Regions from separate parts of the Mus musculus genome. Here region 2 is linked to region 1. The links are chromatin contacts, called in public HiChIP or PLAC-seq maps. All regions are on one chromosome and are shown on one strand. Each heading gives the region's core, a stretch centred on a gene start, on an enhancer-like site or on the middle of the called end of the contact. The rest is flanking DNA. Distances are from core to core; before and after follow the strand shown. Region 1 holds the start of Ssr3 (signal sequence receptor, gamma). Region 2 has its middle 22 kb from the start of Gm35039.

Region 1 (5,880 bases), core at 2,817-5,316:
GCTCAGGCCCAGGAGACTAGGGCCTGTCTGTCACCTTCAGGCTCACCCTCTGCAGTGGGCAACATAATATGCATATCCAAGGATTCTGAGTGTGATAGGGGCTAGGGATATATCTCACCTGCTAGAGCGCTTGCTTAACATGCAAGAAGTTCTGAGTTCCATTCCCAGGGCCTGCTATTAAACCAGGCACATGGGCAAAAGGACTTGGGCTACATGATGAGCGTGCACAAGTATTAGATATGGCTTTCTTCTCCAATGTTCAGGGTTAAATATATGTCCATATGGTCACTAAATGTATGTCCTGAATCCACAAGAGTTTTTTTTTTTTCCCCACGGATTTGTTTTGATTTATTTGCATGTGTCTATGTAAGCACATACCATGTGCTGGGGGGGGGGGGCAGGGGAGATGCACAGGGGGCACAGAGGCCAGAAGAGATCATCCATCGTCTGTAGGTGGACTTAAAGGTAGTTGTGAGCTGCCAAATGTGGGTGCTAGGAATCAAACTCAGATCTTCTGGGAGAGCAGTCAGTCCTCTTAACCACTGAGCCCCCTCTCCAGCACTCAAAACTGTTATTTCAACAACAAAACAATAATTATTGGGCCGGGAGTGCAGGCCAGGGAAGGGTGCTTATGTATTCGTGAGGGGCTTTAAGGTTCCCAGCCTTGGAAAACAAGCAAAACAGAACCCTCATTTCTGGACTGATCTGTGGCCACAATTTGAAAAATGATTAAATGAATAAATCATACAAAAACCAGGCGTGGTAGCACAAAAGACTGATCCAGCACCCCGGAGGCAGGGGCAATGAGATCTCTTTAAGTTCGAAACCAGCCTGATCTACCCTGTGCAACCAGGGGTACAGAGGACGATCCTGTCTCAAGGGAAAACAACAAAACAAACAAACAAAAAAAGCCAAACAAACAAAAACAAAACAAAAAACCAAAAAGAAAGAAAAAAATGAGGATGGCTTGGAATTTCAAGAGGACAGAGTGGGGCTTAGATTAAGTAACTAACGCACAGACAGCAAAGTGCTGGGAAATTAGGTCTGAGGGTGCTGGCTGCCCTCCTGTCTCTTCCCTTCTCCATCACACAAGAGCTACAGAGTGAGCACACCAGCCAGACACTGGCCAAACAGGGAAGTCTTTACACCAAGTCACAAAGATGACAAGGGGCCTGAGGAGGGCTCAGGACCCTCCTTTGTGTGGGAGGACTGAGTGGCTCTGGGAGGGCTGTGAGGCCCCTCCTTTGTGTGGGAGGGCTGAGGGGCTCTGGGAGGGCTGAGAGGACCCTCCTTTGTGTGGGAGGACTGAAGGGCTCTGGGGGAGGGGCCTCCTTTGTGTGGGAGGGCTGAGGAGCTCTGGGAGGACTGGGAGGACCCTCCTTTGTGTGGGAGGACTGAGGGGCTCTGGGAGGGCTGGGAGGACCCTCCTTTGCTTCACAGTTTTAGATGCTGTTCCATCTGCTCTCGGAGTTTGAATTTCTGGATCTTTCCTGAGATGGTGAGAGGATAGCCTTCAACAAACACGATGTATCGGGGAATCTTAAAGTGGGAAATCTTCCCTTTGCAGAAAGCTTTGATCTCCTCCGCCGTGGTGGTCTCTCCGCTCTTCAGCGGAATGCAAGCACAGATTTCCTCCCCCATCCGCTTGTCCTTCACCCCAACCACCTGCGCTTCCTGCACCTGTGGGTGCTTGAGGAAGAAGTCCTCCAGCTCTGCAGGGTAGATGTTCTCACCGCCACGGATGATCATATCCTTTGATCGGCCGACGATCTTGCAGAAGCCTTGTTCATCCATCGAAGCAATGTCTCCTGTCCGATACCACTTGTCTTGTCCGACCGTCTCGAAGGTCTTCTGTGGCTCACCCCAGTAGCCCTGCATGACGCAGTACCCTCGGATATACAGCTCCCCAGGCACGTTCAGGTTGGTCAGCTCACCCGTCTCCACATTCACAATCTGGGCCTTCGTGTGAGGCATAATTCTGCCCACACTTCCAGCCTTCTGCTCCAGGGTGTCCTCGGGAAAGTTCATGAAGGTCACGGGACTGTTCTCTGTGGTTCCATAAACAACCACCAGCTCCTTCATGTTCATCTTGTTGATGATGGCTCGAATCAATTCCGGGGGTGCTGGGGACCCAGCAATCACACCTCCACGAATGCTTGTGAAATCATAACTGGAGAAGTCTGGCTGATTCAGAATATCCACAAACATCGTGGGTGTGCCATACAGGAGGGTGCCTTTCTCTCTGCTGATGGCTTCCAATGCCTTCTTGCCATTGAAGCTTGGAAAAGACAGGAGGAGAGTGGCACCATGCATCATAGACACCATTGTGCCCCCCACGGAGCCCAGGCAGTGGTACAGGGGACTGGGCAGGACCACGCGCAACTCCTCTGCAGTCTTTGTGGGCATCTTCAGACGCTGGCCTATCAGCATGGAGTTGTTTACGATGTTGTGGTGGGAAAGAGTGGCCCCCTTGGGGTTTCCAGTTGTCCCCGAGGTGAACTGGATGTTGATGGGGTCGTAGCAGGACAAGAACCGCTGGTTGTACCGCAGCTGGGCTAGGTTCTGTTCCTTGCCACCGGCTGCCACGATGTTATCCAGGAGCAGGGTCCCCGGCAGAGGGGCATCCACGGAGATGACTGTAGTCAGGTCTGGGAGTCTCTCACTCTTCAAGGCCCCTGGCTGAGCCTTTTCCAGCTCAGGACAGACCTGCTTCAGGATGTCGTAGTACTGCTGGGTCTTGAATTGTTTGGGAAACACAATACCTTTGCAGCCTACCTTTCTGAGGACATATTCCAGTTCTGAGGACTGGTAGGCTGGGTTCACAGACACCAGGATGATGCCTGCCTGGGCAGTAGCCAGCTGAATAAGTACCCAGGCATAGGAGTTGGGTCCCTGCATGCCCAGCCGGTCACCCTTGCGGAGGCCAATGCTCAGAAGACCAGAAGCAGCTTTGTCCACCTCCTCCTTGAGCTGCGCAAAGTTCAGCCTGATGTTTTCATGGAGGATAACCAAAGCCTCTCTGTCGGGGAACCTCTGCGCTGTGGCGTCAAGGCACTCGCCCACAGTTGTGTTCACAAGATGGGAGTCGGTGTGGCCCTGAATGTAGCTGAGGCCTCCAATGGGCAAGGGGTTGGTGCAGTTCACCATTCCAGAACTGAGAGCGCGGACACTCTGCAACTTCGAGTTCGGCCGAGGGCGAGTGAGCAGCGTCCGGGGGCCCCGCGCCCCCAGGCTCGCGATACACAGCCTCCCGAAGCGCAGCATCCCGTGATAGACAGCCATGGCTCGCTTCCGCCGCGGGTCTGGGCCAGGAGTAAAACTCCACAAGAGTTTTTTTATTTTCCAATTCTAAAGACTGTAATGAGAGAGTCTTTTAGAGGCTAAGAGGCTTTGTTGATTAAAATGATGTAATAGTAATAATAATAATAATAATAATAATAATAATAATAATAATAAATTAAACCATGCAGATGGCTCAGAGGGTAAAGACACAAACGTGACAATTTGGTTCAATCTCTGGGACCCAGAAAGTAAAAGTAGACAACTAACTTCCTCAAGTTGTGTTCTGACAACGTTGTGGCACGGCCCTCCAACCAATCAATCAATCAACTAATCATCAATCAACCAATGAGCCAATTGTTCAATCAATGTAATAAATTTAAAAAGAAATATAAAGTGCACATGTGGAATGAAATACCAATAACGTTAGTTAGTTCGTTAGCTAGCTGGTTAGTTAGTTAAAACAGTACTGCTTGTATGGTTGCTCATTTCGATTATCCAAGCCTGTCTCTGGAGACTGAGGCAGGCGAGTTAGAGAGCAGCTCTAAACTACACACTAAACTACAAATCCCTTCATTCTTTGTGGCATTGAGGCGCCACGTACCCTGAAGGATGCGGAAGTCTTGTTCGCATGCCCAATCGTACCTCGACGCTTGTGAAACGACGGCAAGATGGCCAATCCCGAAGCAGCGTACCCTGCGGAGTCCCGCCTCCGCGTTGCGCTGACGGGTCGCGGGCGGATACGCGGCCTTCTGAACCTTCCCTGCCTCCCTGCTCCCGGCCTCCAGTCTTCAGCTCGGCCATGGCTCCCAAAGGCGGCTCCAAGCAGCAGTCCGAGGAGGACCTGCTCCTTCAGGATTTCAGCCGCAACCTGTCGGCCAAATCGTCGGCGCTGTTCTTCGGGAACGCGTTCATCGTGTCTGCCATCCCCATCTGTGAGCTTCGGGCGGGCGGCGGTGGCGGCGGGGACGTGGCGGGCGCGGCGGGGAGGCCTAGTGTCCGGAGCAGCGTCCTCGGGAAGTCACTCGCGGCGTGCTTCTGAGCCGGGCGCGGGTTCTGGCCCGGAATCTCTTTTTGGTACACTGCCCTTCTCCTCACCACTGTTGGACACTAGGATGTCTTTAATGAACCGGGCGGGGGAGCCACTGATAAACCTTCACTGAATTAGCAGCGTGACCCGTGGCAAACCTCCCCTTACTCCCGAGCATCCTTTGGACGTGCAGAATGCCAAGTTAGGCCTTGCCCGAGGTCCGCGATCAGCCTTGTTTAGGATTTCAATAACTCCTAGAGAGCAGCTCGAGCCTTCTCGATTGAATGAGAAACTGCCCACTTGAAGGCCAAAACTGTCTCCAAGTCCAGGTTTTCCGAGTTTCCTGTCTCCTGACCCGCACTGCCGCAGTGCTGCAGGCCAATCATGTCCAAAAAAAGTTCTTTGTTATTTTGGCCTTGTAAAAAGCTCAGCTTGCAGTGAATGTGGTGTGGAGCCCCCTGGGTTCACTGGCCCGACAAAGCATTGTTTGGATTTCAGTGAGCAGCCACGTCAGCAAGTTAACCAAAGTTTTGGGACAGCGGTTGATTTAAAATGGCCCGTGTTTTAACTTCCTAGTATTCCATGAGTGAAATTGTTATTATTTGTAATCCCCACTCCCAGTTTGTTCTCAAGTTAGAAGATGAAATTTCTAGACTAGCAATATCCCCACAGCCTACCTTTCTGTACTGGGAAAGCCCTGAACTGGGACAAACCCAGTTTATTGTCTATCTCACCTCTAGTGAAGTTTTTCGGATACTGGGTGGGATTTACTGACTCTCATTTACCTGGCTTAGCTGTAGTCTGGCATGTGCAATGGGGCAGTGATGTTGTGTGTCCCTTGCTTTTGTCTTATCTCAGGGTTGTATTGGAGAATATGGCATATGGATCTCATCCAGTCTGCTGTGCTCTACAGTGTGATGACCTTAGTAAGCACTTACTTAGTAGCCTTCGCGTACAAGAATGTAAAATTTGTTCTGAAGCACAAGTAAGTACCCTAAACCCAACCCCAGTCTGCATATTTTATGTTAGGGGGTCTTAAACATGATTTATAAGCATTAGTTTGAAATGTGTATGTAGTTAATCGTGAACCATATGACACTTCTGTGGAAATAGGTTTTGAGGGTGGAGTTTGAATATTCATTCCCAGTCTTCAATTGATGGTTTGGTCAGAAAAACAAGTCTATTAAATCAATGAATGTTTCCGAAACTCAGTGGATTTCTTTCTAGAAATTATTTTAGGCTGCCCATTTACTAATTTTGGAAGCAAAAAATTAAAAATTCTCTGACATTTTCAATGCCAGTTACTTTTTTTTTTTTTTTTTTTAATCTTGTAAGTCTATTCACTGTAGAAGACAACCCTATTTCTTGAATTTCAAGATCACGTATAAGACGAATTATTTTACTAGCTTTAGGAGAAGAAAACCCAAGTTTTTTTTTTTTTTTACACAAAGTTCTTTCTTTTTAAAAAATTTTTATATGAGTATACTATAGCTGTTTTCAGACACACTAGAAGATAGCATTGGATCCCATTACATATATTCTATGAGCCACCATTTGGTGGCTGGGAATGG
Region 2 (6,143 bases), core at 3,530-6,029, 510 kb before region 1:
GGGCCCAGAGATCTCCATGGCTTCAGGTGGCAGCTCAAGCCACTCAGATCCATATGTCCCCAGCCCCTCCCAGGGCAGCATGGCCCTCAGATATCCACATGGTCTCCAGCGGGACTCCACATCACAGACATCAGCTTGGCCTTTGGTGGTAATTCGGGACACAGACATTGACACAGACCCTAGCTGCAAGGTCACAAACCCTAACATGGCCTTTGGCAGTGGCCCAGGTGTACTGGCTAGTTTTGTGTCAACTTGACACAAGCTGGAGTTAGCACAGAGAAAGGAGCTTCAGTTGGGGAAATGCCTCCACGAGATCCAGCTGTAAGGCATTTTCTCAATTAGTGATCAAGAGGGAAAGGCTCCTTGTGGGTGGGACCATCTCTGGGCTGGTAGTCTTGGGTTCTATGAGAGAGTAGGCTGAGCAAGCCAGGGGAAGCAAGCCAGTAAAGAACATCCCTCCATGGCCTCTGCATCAGCTCCTGCTTCCTGACCTGCTTGAGTTTCAGTCCTGACTTCCTTGGTCAACAGCAATCTGGAAGTGTAAACTGAATAAACCCTTTCCTCCCCAACTTGCTTCTTGGACATGATAGTTTGTCCAGGAATAGAAACCCTAACTAAGACACCAGGCCCAGACAACATCATGGCCTCCACTTGTCTGCCTGTTCCCTTACCTCTGGAGGTGAAGATGGAGCCTCTAGTTCCACCTTTCTCCACAGTGTTCAAACCTCTTTGCTTTACTTTCTCTTCCATCTGTCCACCAGGAACTCCATCATTCCCATCTCTCCAGCACACACCATCCATCATAGTGGCACTAGCAGCAGGCCCTTGGGTGTCTTTCTTCTGGCTGCCTCAGGCGGGCCATTCCAGGGACTTTGGCTCATTGTTTAGCATATAGATTTCTAGGAGAGGGGTTCTAGTTCAAAGATTATAATTTTTTTTTAAGACTTGATCTTACTCTATAATCCAAGCTGGCCTGGAACTCGTGGTCCTCCTTCCTCAACTTCTGATGTGCTGGTGTGACAGGCATGTGCCATTGCTGCTAGCTAAACACTTTCAAAGAACTTTTTGTTGTAATGACAACAGGGGTAGCACTAAACACTTTGGATGTTTGGAGATTTCACCAAATATCTCTAAACGATAGCTGGAAAGATGGCAACTTTATAGAGAACCAGGCCTTTTCCTGAGCTTAAAACAAACAAAACAAAACAAAACCCAAACCCAACAACAACAACAAAACATGAACTAGTCTGTGTGCTCGGTGCCTCTATGGGCTAGATGAAGGTGTTGGATCTAGAAGTAGAGCTAGATTCAGCCAATTGTGAGCTGTCTTGTGATTGCTGGGAATTGAACTCCAGTCCTCTGAAGAGCAGCTAAGGCTCATAATTGCTGAGCCATGTCTCAAGTGCCTGACTGCCTTCATATTCTTAATGGACCTGACCCATCCCAAATGTTTAAAGAGCTTCATTCCTGGCTTGTAGTTAAGCAGGAAGTCCGGAGAGTATTGGGCAGAGTGGCAATTGCAGATCTCCAAGGCAAATTGAGGTTTCTTAAGCAGTTAGTGACCCAGAGTTGGCAGTGTTGTGGTGACTCCAGCACTCCGAGGAACCGTAGAAATGTCCATCATCTAAACACCTGAAAAACCCAAGGCTCCATACTGCTAACATAGTTCCTAACCCTGGTTGCACACCAGAATTAGTTATAGAGATTGTGTCTTGCTTACTTTTGGTTTTGAGGCACAGTCTCATGTAGCCCAGGTTTGCCTCAAACTCCATTACATAGCCAAGGATGACTCTGAACTCTGGATCCTTCTGCTGTCATCTCCCAAGTGTTGATATTTACAATTGTACACTACCACAACCAGCCATTTACAAAGATCGGTAAGAATCTAGACTCAAGGCCTGTACCTTCAGATGTAAGGAGTCTGAGGCGCAACCCAGTTTCACTCTTACACGAGAGCTCTCAGGTGCTACTAATATGAGTGAGCACTGAGAAGCATGGATGTAGTAGAAAAAAGTGGGGCTTTAGAGCCTTTGCTATCTCACTGCTGCCATTTGTAAGCTATGGGATATCAAGTTTGTCAATGATCTCTCTGCTCCCTAGACCTCACTTCTTAAGCACAAAGAATTGCACAAGGGTTAACTATCGAGACATATATCTGTCAAGGTTCCTGGCACCAAAAGTTTGGTGTTCAAAACATACCATATTGATTAGTACCATGTACCTAAGGTTTCACAGTTATCTGAAGGGGAAACAAGAAACTCACCAGAACCATTCTGTGTACCTAGTAGGCACTGTATAGTGCTTACTGCATATCTCTCACGTTTCCATGGATCAATCTTGGCCTTAACCCAGACCCTGCATTTGAATCTACATTTGCTAGCTGGGCATGTGGACTTTCAGGAACATGTCACATTCAAGTTCTAGTGAGTGGTGAGAGAGTTCCGAGTTAGTGTTGCATGGACTAGACCAAAAAGCCTCATGGCTTTTATCCTAAGTACTGATTTACCTCCCAGGTTTAGGTCTCAGCTAAAAAGAACCTGTTTTTATTCTGATTAAACAACTATGATCGAACTCATGTTTTAAAAATAGAGACTTTGACAAGAGCATAATTTTCAGGAAGTGTTTTTAGAATTTTAAAAATTGTAGTAAGCTTGGGGATACAGCATTTAAAGCTTTTATTCCCCCCTTTCCTTTCCCTCCCCTCCCCTCCCCTCCCCTCTACTTTTCTCTTCTCTTCTCTTCTCTTCTCTTCTCTTCTCTTCTCTTCTCTTTTCTTTTTTTCTTTTTTTGCTACAAGGTTTCTCGACATAACCGGACTGTCTTGCAATTTACTGTGGATTGGTTCTGTGCACCACATGCCTGATTCCTGGTTTTTTGTTTGTTTCTGGTTTTACTTTTTTTAATTTGTTTTAATTGACTGTACTGTAAAGTCCCCTCCACAATATCCTAGTACTGTTTCACTCTCTACTGACTTTCACTTAAATATCTTTAGCACTATATTTTATGTGTATTTTGACAGAAGATGAGTGAAAACCAGATATCCTTTTAGAAATTGTGGGCCTGAGGTCTGGCTCTGTTGTGCAGTGTGTGTGAACCTTGGGTCTCCACTATTTTGTCTGGTAGTTTCTTCATGATTAGGACATGAGTTCTGCATGGAATTGGTTGAAACAGGTCTAGGCAACATGATGCTGACCATGAATTTTTTAGGAATTTATTAAGCGCCTGCCATTTGTTCAGCTTTCAGTAGGAAGTCTAGTGGGAGTTAGAGGGCTTGGGGTCTTTAGGAGGAAGGCTGGAGTTTTCCTAGAAGAGATAACGCCCACATCGAGGAACAACTAGGGACCAATTTCCACTCAAGAGCTTCGATAAGTCCATCCAGAGTGACTCAGGCAAAAAACAAATGGGAACGCTCAAGAGACAACAATCACCGAGAAATGGGAGGGAGTTGAAATCCGATTTCCTGCGCCTTAGTGTTCTATTTCTCTTTAGTCTTGGACACAACGTCTTGGATAGTAACAACCTGAAACAAAACTGCTTGAAGCTAGCTGGAGCCAGGCATTTTCCTAGCAGCACATTCCAGCCCTGGAACTGTCTGAATTCTAAATCTCCATTATCCCGTTCAGTTTCCAGCAGCCTTTTGCAAGCCCTGTGCCTTAGACTCTGTGTGCCTCAGACAGCCTGGACAAGGCCCAGATTGTGTGAAGAGTTCTCAGTGGGCACAGGGTACAAATGGTGGGAGGGGAACTGCTGGGGGGGAATGTTCCTGCCGAGCCATCCTCTGTAGATGGCCTCTAGGAGGTCAAATCCCGAGTCAGAACTAGCCTGAGTGTTGTTCATGCTTGGTGCTGGGGTGAGGGCGTTTGGGTGTGTGTGTGTGTGTGTGTGTGTGTGTGTGTGTGTGTGTGTGTGTGTTAGGGGGAAGCAGCTGATAATGCCAGTGGGCATTTTTGTCTGAGCCTCACCCCACAAGAACTTTAACTTCCTGTTTGTTACATTCTCTTCCAGCAGAAAGAAAGAAACTGCAGTAGACTATCTATCCCAATCTCAAATGTGAAATGAACAAACAATCAAATGCTGTCTGGATCATGAAGCTAGAAACAGAGGTTTGAGAGGCCCCAGTGAGAGTTTAATAAGTGCTGCCTGGAAGAGTGTTGATTTGGAAACTCTTGGCAGCATTGATGACTTCCTTAACAACGGAAGGAAAATGGACCAGGGTTTTTTTTTTTTTTTTTTTTTTCCAGAGTTTAGCAGCACAGCCAGGAGAAAGAGAATGTCTCCCTCATCCGCGCTGCTAATTTCCTGTTGGAGAAGGTCTCCCTCACCCCTGCCAACTGACTGTGTGTTCTTGGGCACAGCCTTTATCTCTGGGTCTCAGTCTTCCCATCTGTAGAATGAAGAAGTGTCAGCCCAGGAAAGTTGGAAGGTTCTTTCCTGCCTGATATCCTGAATCTGTGCAAGTCATTTTCAGCTCTGCTAAATTATGCATTGCTCCACTGAGAGGGAGGGAGAGGGAGAGGGGGAGGGGGAGGGGGAGGGGGAGGGGGAGGGGGAGGGGGAGGAGGGGAAGAGGGAGGGAGAGGGGGAGAGAGAGAGAGAGAGGGAGAGAGAGAGAGAGAGGGAGAGAGTGAGAGAGAAGGAGAGAGCGAGCTAACTTTGTGCAAGAGATGAATAACATGCACAGCTAGACTTTCTGATTAAGTGGGGCTCAGCACCTCGATGCACTGTGCTTAGCTGGGATGATGAGTCTCTGCCTGAGGGAAGACAGAGCTATTTTGAGGCAGGGCTGATTAGAGATAAGGTGTTGCATTTCTTTGCCAAATTCTGGCCATGACTCACCCAAAGCTCTTAGGCTTAAAGCTTAACCCTTGATGAATGGATGTAAGCTAACCTGCTCCTCACACTCCAGCTCTGTCTGTCCGTTAAGAGCACCTTTGACCTCTCCTTGTTTAGAGAGCACCTCCGAGGCGAAGCTCGTGTTTGTAATCTCTCTCCCTGACATCTTCTCTCCTTTGCTCTTTTCTGTTACTCGGTCTTCTGAGTTATATAAAAGGGATCAACTTCAAAATCCTCTTAAATAAATCCAGCCACCCTGTTAGGTAAGGGGATGGAAGTGTCACAAGATGCTTGGAAGGGGAAAATACTTCTGCATCTAAAAAGCCTGGAACATGAGCAAGCTATGCAACTGACCAAGAAAGAGACCACTAGGTTTATGTTACTTTGAAAGCCAACAAAATTAAATCAAGGGGCAGCTACGACGTTATAGAATGCTTCAGTGGGCTGTTCCCACTCTTTACAATCTTACTATGTTATCTTTAACCTGTTTGTTTATGTTTTGGCTTGACACCGAGGAAAACCCCTGTGGCAGTTTGACAGGACAGGGTTAGGACTGGGGCTTACACGGCTCCTGATTTTATACAGTTGCTTTGGTCCTAACAAGCAACATGCAGAAGGAATTTTTAAAATTGACTCAGATTTCAGAAACCCTTCAGGGAGTTCATTCCTTTAAAAACAGCCTGTACCTCAGCCCTTTCTAAGGAGAACAATCATAGCTCTGTTTGCTTTGGAAAAGGCTTTTTTAAAAAACCAAAAAAAAAAAAAAAATAAAAAAATAAATAAATAAAAAACCTTATTTTTGAGGGACATAACTCAATGTGGCAAATGATATTGTTTTATTAATTAATTAATTTGCCTCCTGACTTCTGTCTCCCCTCCCTCCTCTCCTCTGAGTTTCTCACCCACCACTACCCCTCCTAACCATCCATTCCTTCTGCCTTTCTCTTCTGAGAAGTGGAGGCCTCCCATGGATATCAACCAACCCCGGTATGTCAGGTTGGAGAAAGACTAGGTGCATCTTCTCCTATTGAGGCTAGATGAGGCAGCCCAGTAGGGGAAAAGGGTCCCAAAGGCAAGCAACAGAGTCAGCTCCTACTGTTAGGAAGACCAAGCTACACAACTATAACCTATGTACGGAGGGCCTAGGCCAGTCCCATGCAAGCTCCTTGGTTGGCTGTTCAGTCCTATGAACCCTGGTGGACCCAGGTTAGTGATTTTGTAGGCTTTCTTGTGATGTCCTTGACCGCTTTGGCTCCTACAATCTTTCTTCCCCCTCTTCTGCAGGATTCCACAAGTTCTACCGAATGTTT

Evidence for each region. HiChIP or PLAC-seq counts read pairs in DNA pulled down with a chosen protein or histone mark.
Region 2: a contact with region 1 is called in an H3K4me3 HiChIP or PLAC-seq map of craniofacial prominence, with 5 times the contacts expected there. The contact joins the enhancer-like site here to the promoter of Ssr3 in region 1. A contact is called at or near these places in 6 of 39 promoter capture datasets (cranial neural crest, embryonic stem cells, macrophages and 3 more), 2 of 484 Hi-C or Micro-C datasets (bone marrow-derived macrophages and cochlea), 10 of 115 datasets of contacts at active chromatin or transcription factors (bone marrow-derived macrophages, craniofacial prominence, embryonic basal ganglia and 7 more) and 3 of 9 other capture datasets (adipose tissue, macrophages and pancreatic islet).

The regions. Positions count from the first base shown.
Region 1 is chr3:65,390,739-65,396,618 of GRCm38.p6, reverse strand. Ssr3 (signal sequence receptor, gamma) reads left to right here and starts at 4,066. Exons shown (of 5, transcript NM_026155.3): 1 at 4,066-4,214; 2 at 5,168-5,294. The coding sequence starts at 4,082. It also overlaps the pseudogene Gm5540.
Region 2 is chr3:65,903,552-65,909,694 of GRCm38.p6, reverse strand. No RefSeq gene overlaps it. Among named protein-coding and RNA genes, the nearest start is that of Gm35039, 22 kb to the left of the region's middle. Within about 2 kb of position 4,779, at least 100 of the 459 cell types and tissues checked have an H3K27ac peak or open chromatin away from gene starts, as enhancers often do. A contact at or near this core is called in adipose tissue, bone marrow-derived macrophages, cochlea and 5 more, where this site is marked.